Regions from separate parts of the Mus musculus genome. Here all the other regions are linked to region 1. Evidence: chromatin contacts called from public HiCAR-type and HiChIP or PLAC-seq data. All regions are on one chromosome and are shown on one strand. Each heading gives the region's core, a stretch centred on a gene start, on an enhancer-like site or on the middle of the called end of the contact. The rest is flanking DNA. Distances are from core to core; before and after follow the strand shown.

Region 1 (3,720 bases), core at 627-3,126:
GTTCATGGTCAGCTTCTTCCTCCTCCTCCTCCACTTCCTCCTTCTACACTTCCCTCCCCCTCTTCTCTCTTTCCCCTCTCTCTCTGCCTCTACTCCCTCATCTCCCCTCCCTATGTCCTAAATAAAAAGGACCTTATCTTAAAACAAAATTAACAACAACTAAAATAAAAAATGATACATGGATTAACAACCTACTTGCTTCCAATCCCCACACCCACCCCAAAGATCTTCTGAAGAGGGAAGCAAGCCAGCCCTGGAGAGGTCTAAAATGACTTGCTGTGTGGAGGTTTGGAAGCAGCTCCTCCTTTCCTAGTGGATGGGGTAGAAGCCACAGACACTGTTATGATCTAACCCACTTACCATCTTGAGAGATTTCAAACAATCAGGCTCGACTGTTCTAATTCCTGCAGGCCGAAGCTGACTGTATTTCTTGAGCCTGGTCAACAGCCTCCTAAACAGCAATGATCTTTCCCCAAACTATGCACACTTTTCTTGTTGTTGATGTTAAGGCTGATGTCAAACTCATGGCAATACCCCTGCCTCAGCCTTCCACATGCTTGGATTACAGATATGAGCTACCAGAGCTGGCTTTTGACCCACTTCTGTTCTGGAAGGCAGAGTGGAGCCACTCTGGTCATACTCTCTGTCTATGGCTAATTTAGCAGAGATGGTTCCATGCAGTACTTCCAGGAGCAGTACTGTGCTCCAGCCTAAGAACTGCACCCAGATAGGCAAACGAGGCGTTTCACCCACACACTGTATTCGCCCCTCTCTGAGCTAAAACACTACTCCCTCACACAGCTTTCTATGACCTCCCATCCAAATGGAACCTGACAATTACAAAAACCTCTAAACAGAACAGGAGAGCCTCAGTCTCGAGTGAAGCAGAGTTCTAGGATATGGAAAGAAGGCAGATTAAAAAAAAAAAATTAAAAGAAACTGTCAAAATGAAAACACTTGAAGCTAAGCACTGTGGTTCATGCCAGTAATCCCAGATTCAGGAAGCAGAGATAGAGAGAGGTATAACAAGTTTGAAGCCAACATACTTTACATAGAAAGTACACACCAACCAAGCCTACCTAGAGAGATTTTACCTCAAAACTAATCAACCAACCAAAACCTCCATCAAAACAAAAGGTCTTATTTATACTTCAAAATGCACTGAAAATCCCTATACAAGAAAAATATTGGCAAACTAAAGAACTAGTCTGCCTCTGTCTTAGGCTTAAAAGCCATCTTACAGTAAAGACAAACTAGGCTCACTGCTGTTTGTGATGAAACTTCTGTTTCTCAAGGACTGGGCTATGCCCACCTGTAACCTTAACTACACATGGTATTCAACTGTCTGTTCCAGGAATGGCAGGCAGGCCTTTGTTTCAAAGGGTTAACCACCATCTTGCAGCTCTACCTTTGTTTTGAAAGGGTTGGTATGGCTACCTTGTTATGACTGCCTGCGGTTAGGGCAGTCTTTGTTTCAGGGGCTGTCATAACTGACTTGCTATGCTTATTTTCTGCTTCTGTAACCCCACCTATTTTGCCCGCCAAATCCTCCATTTGGAAATTCCTGACCACTGAGTCATAAGAGCTTTGTCTTCCTCATACCCAAGGCTGACCTCTAGAACCCCGCCCTAGGAGGAGGCTGTCTTGTACACGCCTAAAACAAGCTTGCTTTAATTATTTGCCTGCTTTAATTAATTTGGACAAGATGATTTGAGCTGGTGGTCTTTCTCCTCCCATCTTTGGAATTAAATAAATCATATATATCCAGATCCAAAACTGGTATAGTAAATGAACAGTTGCTTTTGCATTGCTGTAAGGAAAACACTCTCCCAGGACAGTCATGGGAGAAGGGTGTGTCTGCTCACATTCTCTGAGGAAACAGCCCCCGCACGATGAAGAAGCTGCGTCCCCGGAGAAGCTCAGTGCACAATAGTAGAGCAACAGTAGAGCATGCAGCAGTGACTTCTTCACAGAATGGACCAGGAATTAGAAACTGTGGGAAGGCTCAGACCAGGAGGCAGAGACTGGCTGCCTTGTGGAACAAGGATATCATGGTTGGAAGTAAAATGTCCCCACAGGGTTTGAACACTAATTCCCAGTTGGTGGCTGTTTTGAGAGTTTGGAAAGGCTTTTGAAATGGGGCCTACTTAGAAGTGACCTCTGGAAGATGGTTTTTGTTTGTTTGTTTGTTTGTTTTCTAAAGCATTATCACATGCATACAGAGCACCTAAGAGCCCAGAAGAGAGCATAAAATTACTTAGAAGTGGAATTAGCTGCCTTGTGGGTGTGGGAAATTGAACCTGAGTCCCCCGGAAGAGCAGTAAATGCTCCTAAGAGGTGGACCATTTCTCCAGCCCTTGGGAATGGGGTCTTAATGGTAGTAACTATTCTAGTCTACCCCCAACTTGCTGCTTCCTGCCTGTCACCACAGATCCAACTGAACTAACTCACTGGGATGTTTTCCCTGGCAAACAGCCTTATTTATTTATTTATTTATTTATTTTTGAACAATGAACCAAAATAAATCCTTCCTGAACTGAAGTTGATTCTCTCAGAGACACTGGCACTGATGAGAAAGTATTAACACGGAGCATTAGTCTCAAAGGCTTATCACCAGTGACTTGGCCTTGCCAGCCTTCGTATTGTTAGCATTGTAAACGCCCAATAGCAGTGGTGATTAGTCAGCCATCCACATCAGAGCTATCACACACTCACTCTTGTGGCTCTAGTCTAAGAAGGCAGGTAAAGGCTCAGGGACAGCTCCCTAAGAGAGCACTTCCTGAGCATGTGGTATCCTTGGTCAAACCCCAGCAGTGCAAAACCAGAACAAATCACACTACCCCGTGCAGACCCGGAGAGGCAGAAGCTGCAACTGCACCACACTGCTAGCAGGGATGCAAAGTGTCAGTGCCGTCCTGGGAAAATCAGCGACTTCTCTAAGGAGTGGTAAGCAAACCTCAGCACACACCTCAGCAACGTCTATCCTAAGATCTACCCACGATAAATGAAGATCTCCATAGTTTATGTTTTCTTTTTTAAAGGTTTATTTATTATTACATGTAAGCACACTATAGCTGTCTTCAGACACACCAGAAGAAGGCGTCAGATCTCATAGATCTCATTACAGATGGCTGGGAGCCACCATGTGGTTGCTGGGATTTGAACTCAGGAACTTTGGAAAAGCAGTCAGGGCTCTTAACCGCTGAGCCATCTCTCCAGTCCGATAGTTTATGTTTATAGTAATGTTACTCACAAAAGGAAATGAAGTACCAGGTAACTGTCGGAATATACATCTATCTCCACACAAATGTAAACAAAAGAAGCCAAGTGAACATATATAATATGTGCCATTTACATGAAATAACCAGAAAAATCTACAGACAAAAAACTGATTATGTTTGTCTAAAGTTGCAATTACAAACAGAAAGGCATCTTTGGAGATATTGTTCTATAGCAATAACAACTTGTAAAATGCATTAGAATGTTCAAGTATACACTGAAAGGTAATTGTATAATCTTGCTGCTATACTCAATGAACTGTTGAAGACCCACAATCTAACAGGACTCTGCACTGCCCTGGTGGTGAAGCGCCAGCACATTAAACACTCAGAAGAGAAATACACAACACTCTGCTTCCTTCCTTTCCAAGAGGAACGATGGAGCAGAAAGAGCCTAGGCTCTGGGGTCAGGACCATAACCATGCTTGGCTGTCTGCTTCAA
Region 2 (3,720 bases), core at 345-2,844, 580 kb before region 1:
AATAGCTCCTTCCCTGAGTGTTGCAACTGCTCCATCCTCTTCAGGCCAGATGTCAACTGTGACAAATTCATAAGACTCCCTCTAACAAGGTTGGTTCTACAAATTCTAAAGGGATATAGGTATCCTGGTTTCCCTGGCTACTCTTCAATCAGAGGAAGCAAGAGTGGAGAAATCTTAAATATTTTCAACTTGCCCAGTCCTGGGGCAAAGCAAATTCACCTATGCCTTGTTGAAATGGAGGATTCAGCAGGTATGGATCAGAAAGACAGAGAGGAGTCGTGCTACAGGGATAAACCTGCAGGCCAGGCTCCTAATGAGCAGTATGGTGGCAAAAAAAAAAAAAAAAAAAAAAAAAGAAAAGAAAAAAAAATCACAATGCAAAACAAATTAGCCGGGGAATTTCCCAGGTGTCAGTTTCAATGAGGGAGGGACAGACGAAGAATGAAATCATCCCATGGAAAAGATTCCCAGCTCTGGAGCTGCTCGGGGACCAGTGACTTCTAGCCTTCTTTTTCCCAAATGCGTGTCACACTGACACGGTGAGGATTTCCTATGAAATAATCCCTTTGCCAACATCAGCGAATCACCCTCCCCTTTGATCAGGACAGACGCTGCGGATCTTGAAAGTTGGCCTACTTAACACAGCTCCAGTGAGGCTGCTCAAAATAAGATCTCCGAGAGCGGAGAGGGGAGAACGGTCGTCGTCGTGTACAAGCATAGAGTGAGTAAGCCTTTGAGAAGAAGAGAGAGGAAGACAAGCCTGCAGAGAGAGAAGATTCTAGCATGGGTATCTCGTGAATAGATCCTACCAGCATGTGATACTTTTATACAGCATGTTATTACCTCCGAGGGTTTTACTTAACCTGCAGAGTTGGCAGTTGCCTTTCATATTTAAAACTGTGTGTAACTGACAGTCCGTGGCACAGGGGACAAAACAAAAGCCCAAACTTCTATCATGAAGAATCTGAATTCTATACCTCTGTGTGTGTGTGTGTGTGTGTGTCTGTGTGTGTGTGTGTTTCTATCTCTATTTCTCTGTGTCTCTCTCTGTCTCTGAGTGTATGTGTCTCTGTGTCTCTGTCTCTCTTGTCCCTCTGTCTCTCTCTGTGCGTCTGTCTCCCTGTCTCTCTGTGTCTCTGTCTCTGCCTCTCTCTGTGTGTCTTTCTGTCTCTGTGTCTCTGTCTCTCTCTGTCTCTGTCTCTCTGTGTGTGTCTTTCTGTCTCTGTGTGTGTGTGTGTGTGTGTGTGTGTGTGTGTGTTGGTATGACTATGGAGGTCAAAGGTCAGCATCAGGGACCTTCCTCAATTCTTCTCCGTCTTATTTTCTGAAACAGGGTCTCTCACTAAATGTGAAACTCCCTGGCTTAAGCAGATTGGCTGGCTACTGAACCCCAGGAGTTCTTCTGTTCCCACCTCCCCCATCTCTGGGATTACAGGCTTATGGTGTCATCCTGGCTGTTTTATGCCATTGCTGGAGCAAGCACTGTACCAACTGAACCATCTCCTGCACACAAGCCACCACCTCCGTCAGTCTACAGCCTCTGGGTACACATCACGACAAGAGCGTCACTGGATTATCAACCAGTCACTGCACTTCTCAGGGCAAAGATCCCAGCCACCCAGGCTGGAAGCAGTTTTCACTCTCAACTCTAGTCACCTCCTGTCCTGCGGAGAAAAGCTTAGTTTTTGAATTGAACACACACACACACACACACAGGGAACCCAGGAAATCTCTAAAGTTACCGCATCACTTGTTGCAACAGCAACATTAAAATAGCACACCCATGTATACATACATTCACTCATGTATATGCTCCCCAGGCCTTTGAAAGACTCCCTCACCCCTATTTTTATTAGACTCTGAATCCAGCCTTGTGACCCTGTCTGAGGACAGTCCGATCTGCTTTACATTTGAGCCAGTTCTACCCTGCTGTAAAAACAAGCAACCGCGAATGCTTGTCTCTCCCATCAGGTGCAGGCTGATGGGAACCAGGACTCAGTCGTAAAGACCTGGCTGTTTCGCCTCATCAGAAGTTTGGTGAACGTGAAGAATTAAAATAGTTTATGAACACGGAGCGAGACCTCTGGAGGGGAAAGCAACAGTGAGAGGGAAGGCTTGGCTCACCACCATTTCCAAGTACGTCTTCAAAACCGATGGATGACTGTAATACGCCCCATCATGCAGTCTGTTGCAACTCTACCAGTTTGCTAGGGCTGGCTAGTCAGCTGCACAGGGCTTTCCTGGAAACCCCTCATTCTTGGGACTGGGGGGTGGGGATGGGGGGGACAGCTCTCTACAGAATCCTCTTGACATAAGAAAGGATTTCTTTTTGAAAGTCCATCTTTTCTTTTCCCATCTGTTTCCTCTCACGGCACAGTTTGGGGTCAGATCAGGTCTTCTGGCGTTCCGGAGGATAACTCGGCCCTTTCCTGTGAATATCCAGACTGGAAAGGGCTTCCTTTCACCTCTTAGTTCACTACAGAGAAAGAAGCACAGGGTGAGGGCAGTACTCCGGATGGCCTGTGTCTGAGAACCTGCCACAAGTAAATGGGGTGAACGACTTTGGAAGGGCAAAAAAGAAAAGAAAAAAAAAAAGAAAAGAAAAAAGAAATACCCTCAAAGGGGAGGGTGTTAATTGAATTTGGTTTCAAAATTTGCAAATTCCTGTGTCTGCTTAAGGCAAACGAGGCATTAGAGCTGCAGAGTCCATTGTGCCTGCTGAACAGGACCTCCTGATGTGGGTGGGGTGGGGCTACTAGGAAGGCCTTTCTTGTGGCTGCTTTGTCTTTCAGTTTGGTGAAAGCTGGCCTCTCACTCATGGGATCCAATGTGGGCTGACAATGGACACCCAGGAGCAGATAATGGTAAAATTTTATATTAATCCTGCCAGAGTGGGTGAGTGATAAAGCTGAGGGTGTGTTGGGTGCCAGGAGCACAGGCCTCAGGAGCTCTGCCACAAGCCCTAGTTACAGCTTATCTTGGGCTATGGATAGCCCCTTAATGGCCATTCCTTGCCCACCTGTGTCTGACTTAGCACCCTTGTGATTAAAGTGTAGAACTTCTTAGAATGTATTCGCAAAACCACCCAAAGGCTAAAGATGTTATCCGGTGTCCCTGCTTGGCTCTAACCCCCTACCTAATGTCTCTACCAAACGCATTTGAAAAGTACATTGATTTATAACTTTATTTATTCTGTTACAATAAAAATTCCATCAAATTGTTACCATGTTGGAACGTTGAATTTAGGACAGTCTGAACTTGTGTTGCCAGGCCATGGTCACTCCTACTTAGCTTCAGAATAAATTCTCTTTCTTAACTTCTTTTGAGGTCATGGGTGTGTTTTTGCATCGACAATGCCATCTTTGACGTAGAGTTAGCCCTGACCAGATAGTGAGTCAGCTATCGCCTTGGCTATAGACTTACAGGCTTCTAGAATTCTGAGCAATGAAATTCTGTCATTTTTAAATAACCAGATGCAAGCCATTTTGTTACAGCTGCTGGCAGAAGCTGGCTCCCTCTCTCCGGGCATATATAGGCAGGAAAGCCCACTGGAGTCTGTGGTGAGAAAGTAGCCATCTGCCAAGCAAAAAAAAGAGATCACCACCAAAGCATGACACGCAAGTACTTATATTCTTAGACTACTACCCTCCAGAACTCCAAAACATGAAAGGCTGCTGTTTAAGTCCTTCTGCCCAAGCTGACTAAGACAAAGAGTGAACC
Region 3 (3,720 bases), core at 383-2,882, 550 kb after region 1:
CAAGTCCCACCTACCTCCCTTCTGCACATATACAGGATGTATGCATCTTTATTAACCAACCATGGATAACTTGGGGTGGGGGGCCAAGTTTATACAACAAAAGCTGCTATACAAGGATCTTATAGCAACGAAGTCTTGGTGTACAGAATTTAGCATTTGAATACAAGCAGTATCAGGCCAACTCAGTACATAGTTTGATGATTAATCTGTAATATTTTCAAGCTAAAACAAATGAACAAACAAACAAACAAAAAAAAACCCAAAACACCTCTTGACCCTCGAGACAAAGTCTCATATTAGAGATAACCTGGTTTGCTACCATAGCTCAGAGGGATTTGAACTCTAGACTTAATCTCTGGATTGCTGAGATGATAGGCATAAACCACCATATCCAGCCAAGAGTTACTTTTTTTAATTTTCAGGTTTATAATTCTAATTATATTATTCTGTCTAGTACAATCTGACACTAGCAAATCTATGAAAAGTGGTTAGTCCTCTCTGTAAATTAAATTATTCTTGACATAGTTACCCTGGATATTTAAATTTAATATATTAAGTATTAAATTTCCTTTTTGTGCTTCAATTATCTGACTTAAGAAATAAGCTATCCCCGTGTGTTTAAATAACTCTTATAAAATCTAATAAATTAAAGTATAAATATTTTTTTATGCACTTAAATCTGGTAAGAAGGTTAACTTAAAATAGCAAATCTAACTCAATTGTTCAACTTTGTATTTTAAATTAGAGTCAGCTGGCCAACCTATTGCTCCAGTGGCCATATTCTCTTAAGCACAGTAAGCATCAAGGATGCCAAATATGAACAGATACTTTAAAATCAAAAGAATACTATGGGGTGGGTACGCTCAGGTATTTTTCTAACTCTAAATCCTCCTAGGACAGAGAAGTGATTTTCAGATCTGGAGGACGTACCATTCCATGCTCCCACCTGCCCTATTCCAGTGCAGCCTAGCGCTTGCCTTCCTAGATTGCTAAATTCCTTAAGAATCAGAGGTCATGGCCAGGGCACCGTGGATCCTCCTTTGCAGCCCAGGAAGAACACATTTAACCCTATGTCTAATTGCTGGGCAGGGCTCATGACATCAAGGGAAGCATGGTAATTAATATGTTTTTTTAAAGTTTACTTTATGAGTATTTTGCCTGTATGTATGCATGCATGTATGAATGTATGTGTGTCTATGTATGTACCACCTACATGCAATTCCCATGGAAGCCAGAAGAGGGCATCTGATCTGTAACTCGTGGTACAGATGGTATGGGCTGTCATGTCAGTGCTGTGGTTGTAGCTCTCCATAAACAGAGAAAGAGCGAGAACAAGATTGAGAGCAAGAGCAATTGAGGGAAGGAAAGGGGAGGGGGGAAGCAGGAGCGAGCACGTGTGTGTGTGTGTGTGTGTGTGTGTGTGTGTGTGTGTGTGTGTGTGTGTGTTTAGGAGACAGAGACAGACAGGGGAGCAGGGGAGAGGGAAGAGATTGAGAGAGAGAGAGAGAGAGATAGATGCCGGTCTACTCTGGGCTTCTGAAACCTCAAAGCTCAGTCCAGTGGCACACTTCCTCCTACAAGGCCACACCTACTCCAACAAGGCCACGCCCCACAATCCTTCTATTCTTTCTCAAATAGTGGGACTTCCTGATGACTAAGCATTCAAATAGATGAGCCTGTGGGGCCCAATCTTCAAACTACCATAGGAGTCAAGTTCTCAGTGGGCCAGGCTTTGCCTGTGCGCTTGCAGAGAACCCCCGGGCTGGCCTGGGAAGGGTTGAGCAGGATAGAAACAGCAAACAGCCAAAAACCAATTCCTAGAGATCCTGGCTTGAAGAGTCAGGTTTTAGAATCTACAGGTGAATTCCAATCAAATATGTATCATTTCTTATGGCCAGAGTTTATATTATCAAGTAACCCTCTCCTATTACCTCCTGACTTTATTAACTCACCTTGATTATATTAGTATAGTATATATTTATTGATTATATATATATTACATGCCTTATAACAGTGGGGTTCAGTGTGGTATTTCAATACTTATGTATGGTCTAGCACATGGTGACTAAATCTTTAAATTTTCTTCTTAAACTTATCCTTTAAATTCTATAAAAACCTTCATATAAATTACATATAATAAGATAGTGTGAGCAAAATGTGTTTTAGGGATTCTCCTTCCACTTTAAATTATTTTATTTTATTTATTATTGTTATTTTTGGTGCACAATGCTTGTGTATATGCACACGCGGATATCAGGAGGTAACTTTTGGGAGATGTTTTTTTCCCTTCCATTGTGAGTCCCAGGGGATCAAACTCAGGTTGTCTGGCTTATGTGATCTTTGCCAGAGAGCCCATCTCAGCGATCCCAGTTTCTCTTGTTCTACCTTGGCCCCATAAACACTCTTCACTCAATCTCTCTACAATTGGGAAAAAAAAAAAAAAACCTATGTGCCACGATTTATTTGCAGTCCCCGAACCCATGCTGGCTGTACCTCCCTGTGCTTTAAAGATAGATACTGAGCAGCAAAATGCTTGAGCCACCCGGGGTATGCACTCATGGATGGAGCAGTCAATATTCTGCCTTCTTGTTTGGCACTCATCTTGTAAGCAAGAGTCTCTTCACGGTATGCTTAACGGCAGTTTAGTTTTTGGTTTGCTTATTTACTTTTCTTTTGACCTGTGTGCTTTCTTGTGAGTAATATGGCGGTAAGGTTTTCTTAAGGATCATGCTGAGCATCCCTAGGGCTGAAGATATTGTAATATGCCCGAGTGAGGATATATGTACGATTTATACACGCTCCAGTGGGGCAGGAGCGCGCTAGAGCGGCAGGCTGTGAGGCAAATGAACCTACCGTTTCTTTATGCATGAATCGTCCTGAAACACAAGCGCATGTAAAATAAGGCCATGTGTGATTGATTAATAAAGATGCTATGAATATTCTTCTTGCAGAAGTCTAACCGGATGGTTCCCATAGGGCAGGTGCTCCACCTTTGCTGCTTTTCAGTTCATTTACATAATGGGCCCGCCTCCGCTACAAAGTGTCTGCTGTGATTGGAGAGAACTGCTTTGAGTGACAGCGGTTTGACTGACCTGCGGAGTTCACCTAGAGACATGCTGGGCTGGTTCCCGTCACAACAGACAGGATACTGGCAGGATATAAGAATGTAATTGGTTCCTGATAAGCAGAACCTAAATTTGGAGCGGAAAAGAGAAAGGCTGTGAGGTCAGCAGTGAGGCCTCACAGATGCTACTCTGAGCGACACTAAAGAATGGCGATGACCTCGGAATAAACCTGACTGGAAATAGCATTGCAGTCAACCTTCCCATCAACCTCCACAGCTTACAAAGAAGGGGATAATAACGCTTCGGATGGTAACTCAAAGGAATATTTGAGGCTTCAGCTGCAGCTCAACAAATAAATGCGTCTATAACGAGCTTCCCAAGCCCAGTCCTTAACATGGCAATGGGGGTTGGCGCACACATGCAATAGTGTGAGTATGAAGGTCAGAGGGCATTCGATGCCATTTCCCGCTTTCCCGCTTTCACCTCGTTTGAAACAGGACCTTTTTGTTGTCCAGTGCTCGGCAGGGCAGGCTTATGAGCCTTAGCGAACTTCCAGAGTCTCTTGTCTCTGTTTCCCATCTTATCATGGGAAGGCTAGGATTATGTAAGTGTGTGTGTGTGTGTGTGTGTGTGTGTGTGTGTGTGTGTGTGTCAC
Region 4 (3,720 bases), core at 718-3,217, 530 kb before region 1:
TTGCCTTCCAAATTCAAGCTCCCAAATTAAGGAACACTAACCTCAATCGCCAAACTGGCAGGGAGGTCCTTATATAATTCTTGCCAGAGCAGTGTCAGGCAAGGGATTGAGGCAAAATGAGTAGTTTTGCAGTCAAATCATTAAAACAGCTTGTTTCATTGCAGAATCTGTGAAGGGGCACACACATGGGAGATACCCTCTCCTCTTATGCCTAAAAGTGGTGTCAGGAAAGTGGCGGAATCTCTCTCTGACAGAGTGATTGCTGACCAGTGAACAGACAACAGGAGCTCAGGATACGGGGTAATTAGCATTGTTTGAGGGAAGCAAGGAGATGACATAGACTGTGGCGCCAGAACTTCAGAAAACGACACAGTTCATGCCTCAGGATTATTTTCCTTTGAAAAATAACCATCGTTGCTCAGAATCAGACATAACACAGGATCTGCCTGGCTCCATTTTTTGCTTGTGATTCTGACTGGAGCAAAGACCAAACAAAGAATTTTCCTAGAGAGCAGGGGAGACAGAAACACCTAGAAACCTGCTCTCAAAGCAGCCTTTCTTGTTCCGCTGCAGACCACCATGGACGTTATGCAGCATTCTACCTTTCTGCATCCATATTGAGTATGATCAACAGCAGTTGATACCTAAGGTTGCCTCAAAGATAAATAAATAAATAAACAAAAATATGAGAAAGAGGCAATGGACACAAAAAGAATATAATAGGTCAGACCCAACTGTTATTAAACAGAACACATCAAAACAAAAAATGAGAAACCATTTGGGTTTCTTAATAACTGGCCTTTTCTAGCCAAGGACAAAGAAAGGGTTCTAGTTGGCTGGGGAAGTCAGTACCTTTTGAAAGTCTGGAGAGATCTTGCACTAGGGGAAAGCAGTGTAGATATGCAAATGTTCCATTCAAATGCAGCCTGAATATGAGGTAATTCAGTGGACAGAACTACTTTCAAGCCCCCTCTCCAGCTTAGAACTGGTCCAGACCTAACATAGCTTTATCTCCCACAGCCCACACCAAGATAATTCAAGTTGAAAGTCCATTGACAGCGCTTAGGTAGGAGAGCTTGTGGGTTCTGAAGTCTGGAATTCTCATGTAAGACTGTACGCTCTGAGACTGGAGCTCCTGGGTGGTCTCTGCGCTCCCGATGAGACTAATGGACCGATTATGCCATCCCAGAAGTTCTCCCAGTGCATCCTTTATCTTCCTTTTCCTTAGGAGTAGTTCAGAGCTTTCTTCCCCGAAGTGACCTCTGGCAGCCTCTGTGCTGATATCAACTCACATTCCCAGTGAGTGAAAGGATTAACTCAAGGTCACCAAGCAGATAGAAGGTTGAGGCTTGGGTAACACTAATGACTAACCTTGTGTGTCTTATCATTCATGGTCCTATTTATCTCAACCTGTGGATTCCTAGGATATTGCACGCGCGCGCACACACACACACACACACACACACACACACAAAGCCAAACAGGCCCTTCCTGAGAGCATTCAAGGTTGTCCCTGGTGGAGTTCACTCATCTGGAATTATCAAAGGATCTAGCACAGTGGTTAAGATTTAAAAAAAAAAAGTCCCAAGTCTAACAGCTCAGGTTTCTAACCAGGCACCCACTGGATTCCTGGAACCGTGTGGTTGGGAAACTATATATAAACTTCGGAGTTACTGCCTCTCAGGAATGTGAAATCCCATCAACCTCAGCTTTTGGCTAACCCCAAACCTCAGGGATTAAGTCCCCATGGACACACAGGTGTACTTTGCTCCAAAGAGCCCTTCAAAACCTCACCAGAGTTCTCAGCTCTCTTTGGAAATTAACAACCCCGGGTCCAGCGCCCACCGCTCAATTTAGCAATCAGTTTGTGCCTGTAGAAATGCAAACAAGACAGACTCCTGCTCCTCCCGGGCCAAGCTCCGGGCTAGAGAGCCACTGCCAGGCGGCTCCCAGGGGAGATTTCAAGAGGACTTTGCTCAGGTTTGGCATATGCTTCCTGTCCAGACCAGAACAGAGAGTTCCCATCTAGCAGCTGTGAACTCTGACTCACCTGCCTGCAGGAGAATTTCTCCATGTGACAGAGTATTTAACAAGGGCCTAAGGAGCAGGCGTGTTCTGCCGGAGTCTCTGAAGCAAGAGGACAGCTGTGCTCGGGAAGGAGCAGGCGTTGAAGATAGGAGTCTGTGCTAATCTGGAGCTCCCATCTTCTATTGTCTTCTCCCCCCTCACCCTCAGACAAACCCCAGGGTCTGGTGCTCAATTTCTCTTGAGCTAGGGTCCCTAGAGGTGGTCACACCCATACTCACTTTGTGCACTGCCTGTAGGTGTTCACATTCACTGTCCTTTCTGTTGCTTTTAAAAACCATTTACTGTATCTAGGGCTTGGCTTTTGCCGGCAGCCAATGTCACCTTGGTTGTATATACGCACGCTTGAGGTACATTTGTGAATCACTCAGCCATCACCAAAGAAACGTCTTCTCGTGGTAAATGGGACTTAACAGAGAGATCCACCACTGGACAAGGCGCAGAGGATGAGAGACTTTGGAGCACCCAGTCCTACATGGTATGCTCTATCAAACCCTTTCCCTCCACGCTCGGGGATCAACGCGGAAGAGGAACAGAAAGATTTTAAGAGCCAAAGGTAGAGGAAGACTCTAAAGAAACAGTGTCTGCCAGACGCAACAGGACCAATAGGAACTCACAGAGACTGTGGCAGAAGACCCAAAACCTGCACGTGTTCAAATCAGACAAAATGGCCGCCCTGAGAGCAGAAGTGGACACAGGGTCCCACCTCTAACTGAGAAGCTCTTTGTAACTGAGAACTCCTGGGAGAGGGGAAATCTGCTTGCTACAGTGGAGTGGCCCTGGGTTTATCAACCACACTCAGACAGGCTCTATGCCCAGGAAGCAGTTGGCCAACACAAAACAGACTCCATGTTGTTGGTTTGGGGGTGGCAGGGGGAGCTTCTTGCTTTCTTTTGTTCTGTCTTTTTGCCCCCCCCCCCGCCACGCCCTTTGTTTTAATTTTGTTGAGAGAGAGAGTAAGAAGGAGAGAAGGGAGGGAGGGAGAGAGAAGCTGTGAGCTAGTTAGGGGAGGGGGAAAGACATGATACATTATGAAAAAAAGCAATTCCTTTAAGTGCCCATGAGACCTTGTGGGTAAAAGGCTCCCATAGAACTAAGAAAGAATGCAGGGAGGTGGCAGATACTGTGCAATCCCTTGGGCTCAGAGGCTGTGGAGTGGCTGTACCACCCATAGAGTCACTTGGAATCTCAGTAGCACTCAGAACAGAATGGGTGATAGAACCCTAGAGCCCAGTGGCCAAAGGGAACCAATCCCATTTCAACGTCTGCCCTTATGAAATAAGCAGTTGCTTGAAGACTCTTACAAAATGGTTGCTGAGAATGCAAAGAAGTGAGTTGGAACCTCCCCCTTGGCCATTGCCCTCCCAGAATCGTGCTGCCAGGAGGCTGTGTTGGCTCCTTAAGGCCATGGCCACACCTGGAGTGTCAGTCACGCCTGTGAGCACCTCTATTATCTTCTTATTCCTATGAGGTAGAAAGCCTGGTGATGACATTCATGCGCACTGGAGTCCCTGGGCCCCATTCACCCCATCTACCCTTCCCTACACCTGAATTTCAAAGCTCCCCTCTAGCCTCCTATCTTCTACAACCTAGCTTCTCCCTCTGCTAAGATCCCATCTGTCTTCTTGTGCAGTT

The links. HiCAR-type assays count read pairs that join an accessible place to other places. HiChIP or PLAC-seq counts read pairs in DNA pulled down with a chosen protein or histone mark.
Region 2: a HiCAR-type map of embryonic stem cells shows a contact between it and region 1, with 5 times the contacts expected there. The contact joins two enhancer-like sites. A contact is called at or near these places in 1 of 484 Hi-C or Micro-C datasets (embryonic stem cells), 2 of 115 datasets of contacts at active chromatin or transcription factors (both in embryonic stem cells) and 1 of 9 other capture datasets (embryonic stem cells).
Region 3: an H3K27ac HiChIP or PLAC-seq map of embryonic stem cells shows a contact between it and region 1, with 2.5 times the contacts expected there. The contact joins two enhancer-like sites. A contact is called at or near these places in 1 of 484 Hi-C or Micro-C datasets (bone marrow-derived macrophages), 3 of 115 datasets of contacts at active chromatin or transcription factors (bone marrow-derived macrophages, embryonic midbrain and embryonic stem cells) and 1 of 9 other capture datasets (liver).
Region 4: an H3K27ac HiChIP or PLAC-seq map of embryonic stem cells shows a contact between it and region 1, with 4 times the contacts expected there. The contact joins two enhancer-like sites. A contact is called at or near these places in 1 of 484 Hi-C or Micro-C datasets (cardiomyocytes), 3 of 115 datasets of contacts at active chromatin or transcription factors (acute myeloid leukemia and embryonic stem cells) and 1 of 9 other capture datasets (adipose tissue).

The regions. Positions count from the first base shown.
Region 1 is chr13:44,937,950-44,941,669 of GRCm38.p6, forward strand. The region is part of intron 7 of Dtnbp1 (dystrobrevin binding protein 1); the gene reads right to left. Among named protein-coding and RNA genes, the nearest start is that of Dtnbp1, 62 kb to the right of the region's middle. Within about 2 kb of position 1,877, at least 86 of the 459 cell types and tissues checked have an H3K27ac peak or open chromatin away from gene starts, as enhancers often do. A contact at or near this core is called in adipose tissue and embryonic stem cells, where this site is marked.
Region 2 is chr13:44,360,502-44,364,221 of GRCm38.p6, forward strand. Gm33958 (a long non-coding RNA gene) reads right to left here. Exons shown (of 4, transcript XR_873330.1): 4 at 3,518-3,576. Among named protein-coding and RNA genes, the nearest start is that of Gm33958, 38 kb to the right of the region's middle. Within about 2 kb of position 1,595, at least 24 of the 459 cell types and tissues checked have an H3K27ac peak or open chromatin away from gene starts, as enhancers often do. A contact at or near this core is called in embryonic stem cells, where this site is marked.
Region 3 is chr13:45,490,974-45,494,693 of GRCm38.p6, forward strand. No RefSeq gene overlaps it. Among named protein-coding and RNA genes, the nearest start is that of Gmpr, 15 kb to the right of the region's middle. Within about 2 kb of position 1,633, at least 11 of the 459 cell types and tissues checked have an H3K27ac peak or open chromatin away from gene starts, as enhancers often do. A contact at or near this core is called in embryonic stem cells, where this site is marked.
Region 4 is chr13:44,407,599-44,411,318 of GRCm38.p6, forward strand. No RefSeq gene overlaps it. Among named protein-coding and RNA genes, the nearest start is that of Gm33958, 9.3 kb to the left of the region's middle. Within about 2 kb of position 1,968, at least 70 of the 459 cell types and tissues checked have an H3K27ac peak or open chromatin away from gene starts, as enhancers often do. A contact at or near this core is called in adipose tissue and embryonic stem cells, where this site is marked.